2 separate regions of the Anser cygnoides genome follow, and region 2 is linked to region 1. The links are chromatin contacts, called in public Hi-C maps. All regions are on one chromosome and are shown on one strand. The core of a region is the stretch at or near the end of the contact, and the rest is flanking DNA. Distances in the headings are between cores, read along the strand shown. Region 1 holds the start of HSP90B1 (heat shock protein 90 beta family member 1). Region 2 holds the start of PAH (phenylalanine hydroxylase).

Region 1 (6,217 bases), core at 1,079-3,578:
ACATTTCTGTTAAACTGAAAACATCCATACTTCAAGAATCAAACACCACATGTAGTCGCAATGCCAAAGTCATCCACATATTCCAGTGAAAAAGACTTATCTACAAACCATTTATTTTTTCCAAGGAAACTTAGTACTTACGTTATGGTTGTGCCACGTCCTAAAGTGTTTCCTCTTGGGTCATCAATCACAGAGAATTCGTTTGAATCTGACTCCCAAATGTGCTGAGTATCATTGTTGTGTTTTGATGTGACAATAACTCTGTCTGCTACTAAGAAAGCAGAATAAAAGCCAACACCAAACTGGCCAATTAACTCAGATGTTGACTGGCTATCATCCTGCATTTCAGTCATCTTGTTTAAGAATTCACTTGTACCAGACTTGGCAATGGTACCCAGGTTTTTAATCAACTCCTCTTTTGTCATGCCAATACCCGTATCGGTAACATGAAGCATGTTCTTCTCTTTGTCACACTAAAAAAAAAAGAAAAAGATTAAGTTTGACTTTATTTTAAATCTCACTACCTAATACACTTATCATGGAAGAGTATTAAGGAGACTTGGTCCTAACGTAATCCTAATTTGTATTTGCATCAGTACTGGGCAATAAATTGAATAACATAATGATGCACTGTCTTCTTACATTCCTGCCACTGCTCTTCAGTAAGAGACAACGTATCTAGTATTTCTTACCTTGATTTTTACAGTGAGCTCCTCGTTACCAGCAAGAGCATTTTCATCAGTCAAGGATATTAACCGTATCTTATCTAAAGCATCCGAAGCATTTGAAATAAGTTCTCTCAGGAAAATCTGAAACAGAATCCAGCTGTCAGGAATTCAAGAATATAGATGAACAGTTCTAGCACGTTCTACTGACACAGGTACTAACCTCTTTATTTTTATATAAAGAATTGATGATAAGTTTCATCATTCTATTAACTTCTGCTTGAAATGCAAACTTCTCAGATTTTTCTCTGATTTCTTTGATCTGGGATGCATTTAGGCCATCTAGCTGGATAGCTTCTTCCTCTCTGTAAAGATAATGAAAAACTGTCAAATAACCTTGCCTACGTATGGTTTCCACTAATTGTCTAGCAACCACAGCAATGGTCTAATTAGAGAAACAGTAACTTTTAACTGACACTGATAGCCCAAATGTGGTGATCAAATGACATTTGCGAGACTTGCTATCATCAAGTGCATAGCCACAATCTAAAATGCAAGTGAAAATCCATGATTGCAAGTAAGACTATTTTATTATGAAGTTGAGGGACAAACAGAGGTATATTACAGCTACTGCAATGCTCAACGTGAGGTATATTTCAAAGGATTTGAAGCAATTCGTTGGTGTAGAGCTATTCAACCAGTGGGCACTAACCTCCACAATTTACCACATGCAGTTACATGCAAAAATACCCCCCATTTATTTATTGCTCCTTACAGAACTGACAGTACAGGACAAAAACAAGTTAAATACTTCAGAGTCCAAGTTCTCAGTCTTACCTCCATATAAAAGGCAACAATCTTCCTTTGATATATTTTATTTTTAACATCTGACTAGGTTTCTTTTTGCATGTTACTCCCCCACACCCCAACCTCTGCCATTTTAAGCATTACTGATACTAAAATTGATTTTTTGAAAAGCAACAGAACCTCCTGATGCTTTAAAGGCTGCTTACCCAGCACCCCACCTACTAACCTCTGAACAACTTCATCGTCAGTCCGGGACCCTTCCCTGCTTTTACCCAAGTCATCCTCCACGGTTGCATCCACACCCACCTCCTCAGCGCTAACGGACGCTGGACAGAAAGAGACAGGCAGCAAGCTGAGCCCCCCCGGTGTGTCGCTACCCAAATTGTCGGCTCCCCCCCCCCAAACCCATGCCCCCCCAACCTCCCACACGCCCCCCGCCCACCTGCTGGGGTGGAATAAAGCCCAGAAACGAAGGGAGGAGCCCCCCACCCCCCGGGAGCGTGCCCAGCGCCCCTCTCCCCCTCACTTCTCGCCGAGCGGGTGCCCCCAGCCCCCCCCCCCCCCCCCCCTCCCCTCAGCCTCCGCCGCCAGAAGGTTCCAGAATGCGGCCGGCGGGGGGTGTGTGTGTGGGGGGGCACTCACCGGCCAGCAGAAGCGCGCAGGCCAAAGCGAGCGCCCAGGCCGACCTCATGGCGACACGGGCCGCGGTGGCAGAGAAGAGCGCGGCCCTGCCCTACCGGTCCCTCACGTAACCGGCCCCGCCGCCGCCGATCGCGCTGGCGCAGCCGCGGCCCTCCCCCTCCGCCTTATCAACGGCGCCCCTCCGCAGCGCGAGGGGGGCTCCCGGCGGCCGGCCAATCGCGGCGCCCCACGCCAAACACGCGGCCAATGGCGAGCCGGCGGGGGCGGGGCGCGAAGCCGCGGCCGCCAATCCCGGCTTTCCATGTGCGGTTTCCTGCGGACGGAGCGTGGCCGGCGTCGGTTGGCCGGCCGCAACGCCGCCCGGCCAATCGTTTGGGCGGAGGGGCTTAAGGGGCGGGGCCGGCGGCTCTTTTTCGACCAATCAGGCGTCGATGCTTGGCGCCCCGGCCGCGTAGGGCGCGTCCGCGTCCGGCAGCGGTGCGGCGGGTCCCCGCGTGGGCAGCGCGGCCCCGACGGCTTCCGGGGGCACCCGGGATGTTTACCGGGGACACGGTTGCCGCGGCAACGGGCGCTTCCGGTCGTGGCGGCGCCGGCGGGCCTCTCCCGTCAGCCCCGAGGGCCTCCTCTTCCGCCCCCTGCTGCTGGCGGGTGCGCGTGCGCGGTTGCGCCGCGCGGCATGCTGGGAGTTGTAGTCCTGGGTGGGGAGGGGGAGGAAGGCGCCCCCTGGCGGCGCAGCGCGGGGCGGGCCGCCATTACGGGGCCCGGCGGCGGGCTTGTGATGGCCTCGGCCCCCCTCTTCCTGCCTCACGCGGCCTTGAGGGGACAGTGTTCGTGGGGGTCACGGAGCCCTAGAGTCACTGAGAAAACAAAAAACAAACACAAACAAACAAAATAAAAACTTGTAAAAGACCTTCATGATCCTTCTGTCCAACTGCCCACCCACCACCACAAACCAACCACCGATCTGTGTCCCTAAGCACCACATCCACACGTCTCCTGAATATCCCCAGGGTTGGCAACTCCACCGCCTCCATGGCAGCCTGTTCCGATCCCTGACCACCCTTTCCGTGAAAAAATTCCTCCCGATACCCAATTTAAACCTCCCTGGTACAAAAAGCAAGCTGCAATAAAACGAGCTGGGTGCTTAGCGGGTCCCCGTGTTTTCTGGCTTTCTAGTGCTCATCACAACAACCACCCTCGAGAGGGCTTATTCTGACTCCTTAGTCTGCCCTTGGGGCTGTTGTTTATTTATAATGTCCCGCCTCGCCAGAGTTGCCAGGTTATCCTGTTTGCCCTGGCTCCAGAAAATCACGTCTGAAAATTACGTGCAGTTTTCCAAGTGGCCATGGTGATGAGTGTGGTTGGAAGAAGGACATCATTGTCAGCTCGAGGCCGAGAGCGTTGGTTCCCTTCCTGCCTGGGGATCCCTGCCCGCTGCAGTGCTGATGGTGCCTGCCTCAGCTGCCGCCACGAGTGGCTGACGTGGGGGGACCCACGAGCATGCACATACCCAGCTCCTGCGGTGACAATGACAGAGAATTGAATGTGAAAATCAGCTAGAGTTTGTGAATTTGAGTAAAAGTAGGCCCCATGTTCAGAAGGCTGGATATTCCCATCCCTGACAGCTGACAAGTAATCAAATCTAATGCACCTATATTTGTATGTTAATAAGATACTTGAAGTGTCAAAGCCTCACTTTGCTTTCCTGAGGAAGTTACTCTGCCAAAATGTATGTCAGAATGACTAGGAAAATATGTCCAGGAGGATTCAGTGTCAGGATTATATGTAAAAATCTGACAGGTTTTCATGAAGGCCTATTTGAACTCAGAGAATTATGTTACAAATACTTAATTGGAAGTACAGTTTTGTCACTCTCAAATGGACAAAGTTTGTCTTTTCTAAAACTCACCTATAAGCAGTTTCAGGATTTGATTTCCTAATAATGTGTATATTCCTAGAGGGAGGTATGTTGCTCAATGACTGCATAGGCATTTAATGTCCGTGCATATTTGCAGAGTAAACTTATCTCCAACTTGTAGAACTCTTGCCTTAACATGTTTTGTGACAGTTTTGTTATAGTAGTTATTTTCTTGGCAGTGGGAAAATGTAATGCTTCATTGCAATCTTTTTGAACTTTGGCAGCTGGAGTAGCAGAAATGCAAACCAATTCTGTTGTTGACTATGTTAAACCAACAGAGATTTTAGATTAAGTTTGTTGAAATCCAAATCTTGTTGATTACTTTACTCTTATTATTATACAGTGCAGACTTTTATTTTTATTTTTTTACTTTTTGAAGGAGACATGAAATCTGATAAATCTCTGTTTCTATTTTATGCTTCAAATTTAGAGGTCAAGACTAGCCTTGTTTGCTGCATATAGATTACACTGTTTGCTTTCTTTAAAGCCCAGTTGTATTACCCAGCACAAAAGTGATAGGTGAGAATGAGGCAGCTGTGTACTTACACTCTCTCAAAGAAAGTTTCGCCTCTTTACAAGGAGGTTGGCAATTGAAGAAAACAACTTTGAATATTAAACTTCTAAAAATTGTTTATTGTAGCTATTTTAAAGCTAGGAACATATCATAAAGTATTGCGGTGAATGTTTTAAGCAAATCTCAGAATTTCCACTTAAATTTAATTCATTCTTAATTTTTGCTTAAGAAGAATCAAAGGAGTTTTAAAAATCTTAGTTGCGCTGACTACTGCTGATATTCAGAAGTCTGAATATCGCCTTTCAGCTTTTAATACCAAAGTAAAGGTGTAACTGCTAAGAGCTCATAGTGCTTCAGGATGAGAACTTAGCTACATGAAAGGTCCTGTAAAGCAATTCTATACACTTTTGATTGTGTTTATAATGATTGAAAGTGTATTTAAGTGCTGTATTTACTCTTTTAACTAAAAACGTGAGGGCATGTGGTGATAAGAGAAACACGGTACAGGTAACGTGTTTTTCCTTGCAAACAGTAGAGCAAACCTCTCCAGTGCTCTGAGTGCAACCTTATCAGCTCACCCACCTGTCCCAGGAGAAGCCTGCTCATTGAAGCATGCCACATGATTCCAACTATAAGCTGCAACTAACAAGAAGTGTTACCTTGCCAGAAATAGCTGTAGAGATAAACTGAGGAGTTCAGATGACCCAACTTTGGTTTAACCAGCTAAATTAGCTAACTAATCTTCCTAGGCTCTATCTGTAAAAAAGACACAGTTCTTCTCTCACTGTACTGGCTCTGGCATATGTCAGACTCATTGCTGAGCTGATTAAATTCTCCAGCCCAGCAAAATAGTCCGTAATTAAATCAGCTTATATCAGATCTAGCACACACCAGATTAGAGCATGGTGAAGAGCAGGAGTTTATGGCTAGGAGAAGGTGATATCCCTCTTTTGATGGTGGTGAGCTGAGCCACCACTTTTAGAAGCCTTGTAACTTAATGTACAGACGTGTTCATGTGTGCAAGTATAAGGAAACCATAAAAGTAAACACTGAGTTTGCATTGTAAGCATGTTGCCTCTTTTAATACAAAGTAAAACTGAAATCTGTAACTGATGCAACCTCTGCTTCAGGGACTAAATATTGTACATACAAAACAAACTGAAGACATCCACATATTTAAGATGCTATACAGTTTTGGGGACTAAAGCAAAAAGTACTGCTATTAATCAGCTTTTCAAGCTGATTATTCAGATATTAGAAAATAAAAAGAGTAACTACATACAGGCAAGATTAAAATACTTCTGTCTATAAACATTGACATCTTTACTAAATGCTTATGCTATGAATTATTCTTATCTGCTGTCTTTTTATCAAGAAATTCTGTTGAACAAATTACCATGTTCTGACTTCAGCCTTCTTCTAGTTAGGAGAAATACATCTTTTACCCACTACCTACTTAGTCTCAGAATTATTGATCTCCACCAAAGAGGGCTTTCACCCCTGCTCTAGTTTTAAGAGCACAGAATCCTAACTAGAAGGGTAACTCTTTCCTTCCTGTACAGTGAAAGGCTACTCAACCAAATATTCTACATCTTCATATACAAACATCTTTAGGCCTGTTTCTTTGAATCTTTTCAAACCATGAGCTGTAGTGAGCATCTTCCTTACCCT
Region 2 (6,217 bases), core at 1,413-3,912, 390 kb after region 1:
AGTTGTGGCTGAGCAGCACAGCCAGGAATGGCTGTGTGTGGGGTATGCATTTCTGGGGGATGGAAGGTATTTTCAGATGGAGGCAATGAGGGACATCGGTGCCTACCTGCACATGGTTGGAAGGGAAGGAGTGGGGTTGCATGGTGCTGCAGCAAGAGCCCAGAGCAGGACCAGCAGAGCCCAAGGCTCAGGTGCTCACCCAGGGGCTGAGGAACCAGAGCTGTGGGGCAACTTGAAATGCAAGTGGGAAATTCCAGTTAGCAATGTCACGGCGGGGCAAAGAACCTGCACTTGGTAGGCAGAACTACATCTTCAAAGAGAGCTCAGGCAATTTGGATTCAGAAACGGTCCAAAGTAACCAGAACTGATGCAATCGTGTTCATGCTGCAATGGCATTGGAGTGAATGCTAACTTGTGCATGCATGCACACACAAACTCACACACTACTTTGCTCCAAAACAAGAGAATTTGGGAATTCCTCCTAGCAAGAAGGAGCTTTGCTTCCCTCAGCCAGTGTCTTTTGCTACCAGGCAATTTCTGAAGGTCCAAGCTGATTAAACAGTAAACCAGTGGCTACACACTAGGGATATCATTATGATTATGTAGCAATAAGAATAAGAGATAAGCTTGCAATATAAATAAAAAAACAGTGTGTGGGAGGAGTCAAGAAAAATTACAAGGATTTGGCATGAGCAATATTTAGTGTATCTAGTATTTCACTTTACCTTGTCTTTATTGTCAAGGTAGAGTGAACAGAAAGTGCAAAACATAAGAAAAGGGGAGGAGAGGGATGGAAGAAAGGAAAAAGACTCAGTGCATGTAAAAGCCTCAGAGAAGGAAAAAAAAAGAACAAATATTAGTAGAAAGAGAAAAACAAAGAAAAAGGAAGGCACAAATGATTGAAAAAACAGATTATGACTTTGGATGACATAGCTATTTTGGTCAGACTTAGGACATGTATCTAAGTGTTTTAAAATCTAGTTGAAAAACATACCGTGTAGAGAGGCATGGCACGTGGACAAAGCAAAAAGCAAACAAGAACAGTTACTGGAAGCTGTCCTGCCCTACACAGGGACTACTATAATCAGTGTTATCACCATCCTCATCTCACTTTTTTTTTTTTTTTTTTTTGTGAGGTGGCCTTCAATGCCCCTATCATCGACAGAACTCTGCTGGGTGCTGCATGCACAAACACGGGACACAAAACGTTGCCTCCCATAGTGAACCTGCTGACTGAACAGTTCAAAAACAGTAGTTTTAGTACTGCTGGCAGGTAACAAGGTCAAGCTGCCTTTCACCTACTGGACCATCTCTCCTTGCCCCAACCTGATGCTTTGGTGCCAGCAATGTCCAGGGTGGCACGTGTATATCATATTTGGCTGCCTACCTTGGCTGCTAGCCCATAATATAGGATTGCAGTTCACCTCAGAAAGTCACTTTCTACCACTGCATATGGCCATATGATGGACAAACAAGAAGTTTCTCTGAAAAATGTGTGTTTTGTGTCCAAAGCTCTGAGTTACTGCAGATGTACATCATACAGTGCATAATTTCACTGGGCTGGATTCTGAGTTGATGGTCATGGGGTTGAACATGGGTTTGGACTAAGATTCTTGCAAGTGGCTCCCTACTGATCAGATTTCCAGCTACTGGATTTCATAATTACAAATAATTCATGGTAAGTCTTGGTTAAAATTCATCAGTCTGAATTTGTTCTGAGCATGCAGTAGAGTTTCCCTCAAGGCTCAAATAACTGTGAAGGGCTGATTCTTCTGTTCCACAGAATTTATCTTCATCAGAAAAATGCAGCAAGATTACCTGCCGTGACATAGCCTGTCTTGGTGTAGACTTCAGCCTTCCAAATAACAAAATAGATCTTGACCATTCTCTTTTTTTCCTTTTCACCTGCCCTCTAGTATCAGGCTATAACTTTCCTTCATTCCTTCAATCTCTCTGGTGACTCTTTCCAAACCAAGTGTTGGCTGGTTTGTACCAACCCTTTACTAACCATTTCCAAATTCATTCATGTTCCCCCTCTTCCCATTGTAGCTCTCCATGGTTGATATACCTAAAAACACATGCGCACCTTCTGCATTTCTTCTGCCTCCTCCCTGCTCCTTTTCTTCCTTTACCTCCTTCCCTTTCTCCATGTTGAGATCCATATCCCAGAGCAAGGTTCACAAAGTTAACACCTGTTTAATGCTTTATACTGGGCCTCTGTTGTCTCCAGTGCCTGGTGTGCGGAGCTGTCCCCTGCTCTCTGACCTCTTGGATGCAGCCCAAAGGGCCTCACTAAAAGGCAAACAGTCCAGCCGCTGCTGAGTTGTGCCCCGTGTCTGGCACGCAAAGAGAGGTTCCTGGAGAACATCTGATCTCCGATCACGTGGAAGGGAAACCCACTGGTCGCTAAACACACACACAGCCAAAGGAACAGACAAGGGGGAAGGCTGAACCCAAGTCAAAGCATTGACGTGCAGGAACGAAAGCAGCGGCTGACATTGATCTGTGGAAGACAGGCTGCTAATTCAAAGCATGCTGCTTGTCCACGTTGGGCACAGATAGAAACAATGTGCTGGAGTGCCGCTGCATGCTGGGGGGGACCGAAGGGGCTGGCTTGTCCGTGTGCCAGGGCTGGGTGGGTGGGGGGCGTGGAGGGAGAACGCCCTCTTGGCACAGCATCTGGGGGGAGGGAGCTGGAGGAGGGGATGGCTTTGCCTCGCTTCCTCTACTTTAAATACCTTTGCACGGAGCTCTGGCCACCACAGTAAGGTCAGAAGGCTTCACCCGCAGCCTCCCTGTGTGGGCATTGCCGCCTCCACAACATGGACGCACAGCACTGCAAGATGAACGGCGACCCTTTCCAGGTAAGCTTGAGGGGCCTGTGTGCCTGCTGTTCACAGGGAGTCCCTCCATGCCCCCCCATGCTTGCAAATCTTGTTTCCCATTCTCTAAGATGTCCAAGATGGGAGGAAACAACGCGTCTGTCTCAACCGTTTGTGGTGCTTGGTTGCCACCATTGTCCCCTTTGGCAGCCGGCGTGCTTGTCTGGAGTTAATTGTACTCACAGATGTGCGGTGAGAGCAAAAATGAAAACATTTTAACAGAGGAAAGGAAAGAGAGGCAAGAGATCAGGGTCAGGGGACCTCTGTAAATGTATCCTTGCATATATGGCAAATAGAAGAAGCAGCAGAAAAGAGCAGCAGATAATTAGAGGTCTCTTAAACCTGTGTGATGAGCGCAAGCTGTCTTCTGTTTAGGGAAAGCTGCTGAAATTATGCACTCTTCTGGTGGAGCTATTTGTTAACTTTTAGCACTCTGACATATATTCTACCTCCCCCCCACTTTTTTTTTTTTTTTTAGATGTTTACTGACTTACTTTGAACTCTTTGTTTTGGAAAATACAGGAAAGTACTGAAACCCATGACTTTCGATTACAGGCACTATAGATACTGTAGGAGCAAGTGACGTAATTTGAGGCCAGCATGGTTAATTATTAGGACTGAATTCTGTCCTGCGCAATGCCTCTGAAGCTGGGGACAAGCTGTGGAAGATGTGAAAAAACGAGCTTCATTTCCTACAAATCTTTTTAGGTACAGAGCAGCCAAGGAAGCCTGGTTTCCTACTGCTTCGTGTGCTGAGGCTGAACTCCCCTAGAGATACGCTACTGTTCCACCTTGCTGTTTCTCCAAGTTGTCTAATTGCTTGATCCCAGTGAGATCTGTGGGAGCTGAGCATCTAGCTACCTTAAGAAACTGACTCTAAATGGCTTGGAAACTAGTTTAATTTTTAGGAGTAACTTCAGAATCTTATTTTCATTGAAATATTTTTTCCATTTTTTTCTATACTATTTCTATACTATTTTGTGTATTTTACTTTCTCTGAAACTACAGAAAAAACTTCCTCTAGCTTCAGCAGTGTTGGAATTCACTCTGAATGTTTAAACAACTCAGAAATGAGTTTGAAGGCTGACAGGTCTGTATTATTGACCTCCCAAACTGCCATGTGTCAGAAAGACAATATCAATCTCTGTGTGAAGTAGTTAATTAAGAACATAGATTTGCATTGCACTCAGGCAAACTGTCCCTGCATCTACACATCACTGATGTAAGAGACTGTGCTATGTCCAGAAATGGTTGTCTGTATTTGTCAACTGGTTCTTATACACTTACAGGTCAGATATGCATGTCATATAGACAGTGTTTCAATGACAATGAAACAATTTGTTCAACTCTTAATCACAATCACAGTAGTAAGAGTAGAATTGTCCCAAAGCTGCATTTCATCTCTATATAAGAGATTGAGAGACAAGAAATTAGAATTCGGACTGAGAACGGATTAGCCATGATCAACAGTTAAAAAATATGCATATATATGACAAAAAGCTCAGCAATAGATGTGAGTGCCTGCGTTTGTGTTGATGTATTGGCTCCAGTGTCTATTAATGTATATTGCCTCCATACATATTGATAAGATCTGGGTACCTGTCAGGAAAATAATGGTTTTAGTCTTCTTTCCTCTTGCACTGAAAGCCTCCACCTCTGTGGACAGACTTAGGCATGCACTGACTTTTGTACAAAGACCATCCCAGTGATCTACATTCACATGCAGATGTGCAAAAAGTTAAGCAACTGTCATCATGTTTGCAGGATTAGTGCCTACTGCCTTCTGCAACTTTTTAGCACAACATAAACCAATTTGCAAGAGTGGGAAAATGAGTGAGAATGGCCTAAAAGTGGCCCATCTCAGCATATCAAGGCTAGTGACCAATGAGAATCTATCACTGTATAAAGAGATTAATTAATATCAAAATTACCTCGTAGGACTTGAGCCTTGTATTATATCCTCTGCCGATGTTCAAAACACAAATTCTTCCTTTGTCACACAGAGTCAAGACAACCTGCAACAGAAGCTGGTCCATGAGAAATGCCTTGGCAAGAACATTTAAAAAAATGTAATTACAACTCTTTTAAAACATTTCTAGGACAGACCATGAAAACCAAATTCTTGGTCCACTGAGCAGACACTGGCATAACTCAGTTCTGTCCTTAGGGTGAATTTAACTTGTTGAGATGGAGAAATCGTAACAGCAAAGCCATGCAGGATCACAATTTCAGATGACAGCTTTGGTTACACTATCATAAAATTTCCAGGCTACTGACATTTTTTTACTTTTTGACAGACTCTTGTCACTGGTTTCCCTTGTGGTTGCTTCAGATGTCAAAAGGCTTTCATTAGCCAGCTGCCACACCATTCCTGACTGCTTTTCCTCTTGGTCCCTACCAGCTAAGAGTGAGGCCAGCTCCCTGGTTGGCTGAGAAAACAGAGAACAGGGAGATGCTCCAGGACATAGCACAGTTGAGTAGGTGACAATCTTCTCTCTGGTCCATACCAATATTTCTACTACAGTTCCCACCAGAGTTTCCCTGCAAGGATGGAAATCATTTAGATAATCTGTGTGACCACTGGAAATAAAGCTAGGTAGAAAAATCTGTTGTCAGACTCCAGCAATGAATGTTCACATTAGCAGCAGCCTAAAATACAGCCTTAAGAATCAGGAATTATTTATTTTACCAAAAAAAAAAAAAAAGGCAGTTCATTATAACATTGCCTCAGAAAATGTAGTCCCATCAAGAGTTTTATGGCTTTTGGGCAGCCGGATTTCATTATTAATCTGTCTGCTACAAAGACTGCTTTTGCTATTTCTAAGGACAATATTTGGGAACTGAGACTCTTTATGCTCTGATTTATATGTTAAATTTAGCAATAGCTAAAATGGGGATGGACTCTGACTGAAAATGTAGGTCTTAATAAAGAAAAATTGAAAGGGTGAATACCTTGAGTCAGGCCTTGACCTAGGACTTGTTACATCAGCCTCTGTTACAACCCTCTGTGCTGCTGCTGTCTGGTGTGATCTTTGAAATGCCATCCAGGGGTGATTTGCCCAAGGCCACAAACAACACACAAATAAGATCTTACTGTGACTTCCAAAAGTTTGTGGTGGTTGTGCTTCAGATTTACAGAATCACAGAATCATCTAGGTTGGAAGAGACCTCCAAGATCACCTAGCCCAACCTCTGACCTAACACTTACAAGTCCTCCAGTAAACCATATCACTAAGTTCTACATCTAAATGTCTTTTAAAGACCTCCAGGGATGGTGACTCAACCACTTCCCTAGGAAGCCCATTCCAATGCCTAACAAGCCTTTCAGTAAAGAA

What was found. Hi-C and Micro-C count contacts between places; a contact is called where the count stands out from the background.
Region 2: a contact with region 1 is called in a Hi-C map of liver, with 3 times the contacts expected there. The contact joins the promoter of PAH here to the promoter of HSP90B1 in region 1. A contact is called at or near these places in 2 of 7 Hi-C or Micro-C datasets (both in liver).

The regions. Positions count from the first base shown.
Region 1 is chr1:59,577,771-59,583,987 of Taihu_goose_T2T_genome, forward strand. HSP90B1 (heat shock protein 90 beta family member 1) reads right to left here and starts at 2,329. Exons shown (of 18, transcript XM_048057380.2): 1 at 2,115-2,329; 2 at 1,699-1,798; 3 at 889-1,030; 4 at 693-809; 5 at 142-473. The coding sequence starts at 2,163.
Region 2 is chr1:59,971,242-59,977,458 of Taihu_goose_T2T_genome, forward strand. PAH (phenylalanine hydroxylase) reads left to right here and starts at 2,663. Exons shown (of 14, transcript XR_010831701.1): 1 at 2,663-2,864.